Regions from separate parts of the Ovis aries genome. Here region 2 is linked to region 1. A link is a contact called in public Hi-C data. All regions are on one chromosome and are shown on one strand. Each heading gives the region's core, a stretch centred on a gene start, on an enhancer-like site or on the middle of the called end of the contact. The rest is flanking DNA. Distances are from core to core; before and after follow the strand shown. Region 1 overlaps CCDC6 (coiled-coil domain containing 6). Region 2 holds the start of CCDC6 (coiled-coil domain containing 6).

Region 1 (3,107 bases), core at 164-2,663:
ATAAAATAAAGGTCTTTGTCTTTGTTGTATGGCTTAACTATTATTATTTTGTCTTGCTTGACTGTTTTCTCACTTCTCTAATTAAATCTGCTATGTAACCAAAGAGCAAATTTAAAGCTTTTCTACAAACAAGAGGCAGGGGCCAAGGCAGGGGTGGGGGTAAGATGGAGGTCTATCCCTGGGGTGGTCCTGCAGGGTCTTACTCATTTTCACTATCATAATTGCATCTGTTTATCATGGACCGCATAGACTGCAGTGCACTGGAGCCCCTTGCAGTGTCAGGAAGATTCTGGACTACCCAGATTGTTCATTTAGAGCTAGCATAAACAAAATGCTTTTATGATTGGCTTAACTGTCTTGTCAGCTGTGATACGATTCATTCCACTGGCCGCTCTTTAAAAAAAAACAAAATCCTAATTCCTCTGGCTAACAGTTAAGCACCAGTCACCAATACCAACTGGAAGACCTATTATTGCTGAGATGGATAGAGATTTTAGCCCCTGTGGATTTTCTCACTTGCTTTTATGTAAGCCCAAGGCATCAGGTTCACTTCCTGCTCTTGGGAAGCCCTGTTCAATTGTTGCCTACACTTTTCTCCACCAATTCTGCTGCCAAAAGTTAATGAATTTTTTTTTTCCTTTATTTAAAAGCCTGGAACAGGACTGAGATAGGAGTACCGAATATTATATAATCTATCTGAATGTTTTCACTCTAATCCAATTTTCAAACTTTAGACCTTAAAATAACAAGTTTGTGGTCTTGTACTGTAGAATCACATTTGAAATTGGATCTGGTCCTCAGAAAACAATGCCACTGTAGCTATTAATATAATAAAAATGATTGTACTCATTCTCTTACTGAGGAGACACATTTTTCTTACTGATGGCGGAAAGCACTTAAGAACAAAAGTTTTCTGGATCTCTTGTTACACGACTTGTTGTTACTATTATTGACTTGGTCCCTGAGGTGAGAACGCCTCCGGGAATTGCAGCAGTTGCAGATTCCTAGCATCTGTGGAAAGATGATATACGGAGGGAAGGAAGGAAGTTGTGGGCAAAAACCACTGCTGAAGCCGCCATTGCCAAGTGATACAGAGCTGAGACGTTCAGAAGGCTGCTCTGTAATAGCGTTATTCTTCCATCTGTGTTTGCACAGGAATGAAACAGAGTAAGGCTTGCGAGAAGTCCCTGAATCTGCCCGTTGACCTAGACAAAGGCTTACATTCCTGGACCTCCTCTCTCCCCTCCCCTCTACCTGGAGTAATAGTTTCTCCTTCCATTCGCATCTTTAGTCCCTTCAAGGCTGTGTCTGTGGAGGGCAGGCTTGTCCGCAGGCACTAGAAGTGAGCGTAGATGTCCAGTTCCCTTCTGAAGCCTGTACGCCAGAATCTGAGGCTGCCTTCTTTTCCTCCAAGTTCTCCAAGTCACTAAGATGGCAGTGTAGTGATCTTGTTTGTTCAGGCTGCAGAATCACATGTCAGGGTGATAAATATGTATGAAACCCTGTTTAGTTCATTTTAAAGGCACCGAGGCGAACGCTGCTGTCACATCCATTCAGGTGGAGACTTGTTCTCCCGTGGCAGGGGAGAAGAGACCTTGAAATATGTTCTTCATTAAGCTGGCTCGACCAGTGGCCCTGTTGGCGTTTAGTTTTTCAGGGCTATTAATGCTGAGCAGAAAAATTGGCCATCACCTAATAGCTAACAGAACATTTGGGGCAAAGTTGAGTTGTGGGTTTTTTGTTTTTTTTTTTTTTTTGTCATTCTCATTGTTCTTTTTCATTCCACATTATCTGACTCTCAGCTGCGTGGGTTCTTTGTTTCTTTTCATGGAACAGGGGGCTTATACATTGTGTTCACGATACATCTGCAGAGGGCTTCTGGGATGTGTTTATTGCATTTTAAATGCCACAACCACCAGAGGCCAAATTATAAGGCAGAATTTTCCTGTTAGCAGCATGCCAGAAATCTCAGTCCAACGTAATCTGCATTATGATTAGAAAATACAATAAACTTGAGGCAGTTCTTTTAGTCTTCACAAATCACTGCGTTTTGGTTTTTTTTCAAAATGTGCAAAATATGTGTAGTATGTTACCATTATGGCTGGAGTTAATGTGCCAGTCTGGATTCCACAAAATACAAGAGCAAGGTTTAGGGCTTAGCAGCTTTTCAGGTTGACTTCTTTGACAAAATATGGAGAAATGCAGGTAGAAAGTAAAAGTAGGAGAAGGAAACGAAAAATAATGAGATGAAGCTGGAGTGAGAAGTTGCTTTATTCACTAGGGTAGGGGTAAGTAAGCATTGTTATTTCTAGTTGAAAAGGTGAATCTTGGAGATTGAAAGATACTTGGCTGCACTGTAGATGGACTTGAACTATCACTGGAAGTGCTGTGCAAATGATTTTAAACCTTGCAGTTATAAATGTTGCAGTGTTCTGCATTTCTTGGGTTTTTTTTTTTTTTAATTTTAAAAAGTCTACAGTCAGCCCAGTTAGTAATTACCTTAAAATACAGAGATATATCCTACTACTAATTATCTTTACTTTCCTTTTTTTTTTTTTCCTTTTAATTTATGATAAGTTCTCAGCTTAAAATGAATTCTTTCTTTGGGTGAAATATTCTCTACTTCTCAAAGAAGAAAGGGTTAATTTTTACAAAATGGATTTTTTTTTTTTTGCAGGTTGAGTCCAGAGCCTCAAGAATTCCTTTATCTTATTCATTGAGCATCTTTTTTAAAATCTTGTTCCTAACTAGATCCTTTCCAAGGTGTTAACACTTTAAGCAGCATGATGCTATTAGGAATCAAATCTAGGAAGGTCAGACTTAGCCCCTGAGGTATTCTAAGTGGACAGGAAGCCTCATGTACTGGAGCCCTGCGCTCAGGTGAGAGCTTGTCCTCAGTGTTGAGGAGACTGACGAGAAAATAACATCCAAAAAAATAATTTATTTTCTGGAAGGGCCTACCAATTTTTTTTCCTTGCAAAAGTTAAGTATACTTTTGCCCTTTTTGAAAATCACAATTAGATAATTCAGGCAAGCTTCACTGAAGATAAGTGGAAGAATGAACAAGATAATGAAGAACTACTGGGAGGAGATCTGGGGAAGGTGGA
Region 2 (3,068 bases), core at 490-2,989, 60 kb before region 1:
TTAAACCCCACCCCTCTGCTGACCGGTAGCAGTTAAGTCCTCTCTTTGAATGCAGTTGGTGATAAAGCTAAGAGAAAGGCAACTTGTCTCCAGAGTGTTTCTAAGTAAGCCCTAGAGGTGGAAACTAAGATACTATGGGATAGGGAACAATGGAAACTTGTGAAGAATGGAAGCCAGACTGGCTCTTAAAAGATTCTATCACAGTGCTGGATAAAGTGGAAAGAATGTTAAGTCTGGGTTTCCCCCTGTGGTGCTGCTCCCCGCTAGCTTTACTCCTCCATTTCACCCAGCAAGTCAGTTTTCCAGAAGCTGTTTCCAGTTTAACGAGCTGTTTGTCTCCTCTAGCAGATTCCCAAAAGGAAAAGTCAAAGAGAAGAGCAAGTTTCAGTGAAAATTAAACTGGTCACTTCTAACAGTTATTTACATTGGCTGAACATTTCTGAAGAGCAAAGTCGACTCTTTTTTTGTTGTTGTTCCTGCTACACCAACAGTGACTAATTCAGAAGTCCTTAGTATTAGACTAAAAAATAATTAGAAATTTGGGGTTTAATTGCGGTTGGCATTTTGGAGCTGGCTGCCAGAAAGCAGCCATCTTGGTAAAGGATGATGTCATTTGGAACACTTGGAGGTTTCACTTTATTCCTGGGTACCAGTTTTCATTAGCCATTGAATAACTGTAATTATTAGGCTAAATTTAGTTTTAAAGATAATGGAGGAGCTGAAATAAAAATCATTAAAGCCACTTCTTTATCCTTCCTAACACATTATAAACTTTCCCCAAAGTTCAAAGCAATAGAAAAAACTTCACCCTATTTTCCCTCTATGTTTTGTTTCCATATGTTTGTTCTGTTGCCTAAGCTTGGGTAATAAAACTAGTCTGGTCGGTTTCATTTTCTGATTTTCATACATAAGCGAAAGCTGTTTTGTGTCAACAGTGTAAAGTGTTAAGAATCATCTCACCTGCTGGGCCAATTTCCTGTAAGCCTTTGTTTGGGAGCGGAGAAGGGGAAATGCAAGTTTTGATTCTGAACTATTTATGCTTTAAAACTAGAACCCCGAATTAGACCACCAACGTAATTAATCTGTGTTTAGTTTTGACCTACTTAAGTTTTCTAGAAGTGGGCAAGATGATGGGAAAGAAAATGATGGTTATGTTGCATTCCCACTTGCGTTTATCACTATTCGTATAGCAGAATGCTCTGCCTGCAGTTGCTTTGGAAAACTGGCACTTAAAAGAGATGTTTTAATCCACAAAACTTGTCTTTTTTTTCTTTTTGGATTAGATAAATGTTACTGTCTTAATCCTATTGCCCAACAGGTCCTGGCATTGTCTGCAAAATGCAGAGAGAAAAGAAAAATCTTGCAATTGTTTAGACAATTGAGCGCAGGGTGGTTTATGGGATTATTAGGAGGAGTAAAGAGGGCGGTGTGTCTCTTCTGCAGATTTTTTCTTAACGAGGTTAACCTGTGGCTCCTGTCTCGTCGCCCTCCTCCGCTCCTTGCAGGGGAACTTTCTGTTCTGTGAGCGCTATCCGAAGCTTCCCAGGCAAGCTCACTGAGAGATCAAACTAAAAGGGCTGCGTGTCTGTTTGAAACAGACAGAGGGAGACAGGAGCACACACGGTCAGCGGAAGATGGGGCCACGGAGTCGGCGGGGGCTGGATGCCCGAGCCGGGCTGACCTTTCCACGTGTCCCCAGCACCTGCGAGGCTAGTGGGGCATTAGGTTTCTTTTTCCCAGGAGCGGGCGCGAGCCCGGAAGAGGCTGGGCGGCCACGGGCTTAGGTCAGGGGGCTGGGAGGCCCTCCCTCCGAACACGTGCGGTTGGCGAGCGGCTGGTGCGGAGGCTGGCCTGGCTTTCCCGCCCCGGTCCGGCCAGCGCGTCCCCAGCCCGCCGGCGGACGCCAGGAGGGCGGCGGCGGGCGAGTCTCGGAGCTTTCCGCCGGCTTAGCCGAGCGGCCTAGCGAGCGCGCCAGGCCCGGCTGGAGCGAGCCCCAGTGCAATACTGCCCGAGCCCGGGCGGGGTCTCTGTTCTCTGGCAGAGGAGGTCCCTTGGCAGCGGGAAGCTCCCTCTCTTTCTCTCGCCGCCGCTCCGAGTCTGCGCCCTGGTGCCAGGCGCCCAGCTCGGCGCTCCCCTGTGCTCGCCCCGGCGCCCACTCATTCGCAGCCCAGCCTTCGCCGCCGCCGCCTCCCTGCTCCTCCTCCTCCGCGTCTCCCCAGCCCGCCGCGGCCATGGCGGACAGCGCCAGCGAGAGCGACACGGACGGGGCGGGGGGCAACAGCGGTAGCTCGGCCGCCATGCAGTCGTCTTGCTCGTCGACCTCGGGCGGCGGCGGCGGCGGTGGCGGCGGGGGAGGCGGCGGCGGTGGGAAGTCGGGGGGCATTGTCATCTCGCCGTTCCGCCTGGAGGAGCTCACCAACCGCCTGGCCTCGCTGCAGCAGGAGAACAAGGTGCTCAAGATCGAGCTGGAGACCTACAAACTCAAGTGCAAGGCGCTGCAGGAGGAGAACCGCGACCTGCGCAAAGCCAGCGTGACCATCGTGAGTGCCCCCCCGGGGTGCGCCGCGGTGCTGACCTCCGCCCGCCCCTGGGAGATGCTGCCTCCCGACCCAGGGCAGCCCCCGGGCTCTTCGAGGCTTCCGATGACCTGCAGCGAGCACACTCGCTGCCAAGACCCGCCGGCCCCAGAGGGTGGAGGGAGTGGGAGGTGTCCTTCGGAGCCGCGCGGGTCTGCCCTCCCCGGGGTCCAGGCCCCTCGCGGGGTGCGGGAGGAGGCTGCTGGGACCCCCCCCTCCCCCGCCCCACCGACGTTCCCTGGTCGCCCCTTGGGGAGGAGGCTCCTCCGGGAGGAGCTGGAAGGTGGCGGCGTGGCTGGCGGGGGTGGGGGGGCGGGGTGGGACTTTTTCCAGTCCTAGTTTGCTTGAGGGGTGCGTCCAGAATCGGGGAGTCCTAGGCTGAGGGAGAGGCAGGAAGCCGGGGCCTGTTCCGGGGGCTTGGCCGCGGGCTGCGGGGAGTGTGCAGCTGGGCTGGGCACTTGGTTGGCATCAGGACGGCGCTAGCTGGATCGC

Evidence for each region. A called contact is a pair of places that touch in the nucleus more often than the background predicts.
Region 2: a contact with region 1 is called in a Hi-C map of hypothalamus, with 5 times the contacts expected there. The contact joins the promoter of CCDC6 here to the enhancer-like site in region 1. A contact is called at or near these places in 4 of 16 Hi-C or Micro-C datasets (blood, hypothalamus, muscle and 1 more).

The regions. Positions count from the first base shown.
Region 1 is chr25:14,846,092-14,849,198 of ARS-UI_Ramb_v3.0, reverse strand. The region is part of intron 2 of CCDC6 (coiled-coil domain containing 6); the gene reads left to right. Among named protein-coding and RNA genes, the nearest start is that of CCDC6, 60 kb to the left of the region's middle. Within about 2 kb of position 1,413, at least 10 of the 54 cell types and tissues checked have an H3K27ac peak or open chromatin away from gene starts, as enhancers often do. A contact at or near this core is called in hypothalamus, where this site is marked.
Region 2 is chr25:14,906,607-14,909,674 of ARS-UI_Ramb_v3.0, reverse strand. CCDC6 (coiled-coil domain containing 6) reads left to right here and starts at 1,739. Exons shown (of 9, transcript XM_015104369.4): 1 at 1,739-2,540. The coding sequence starts at 2,232.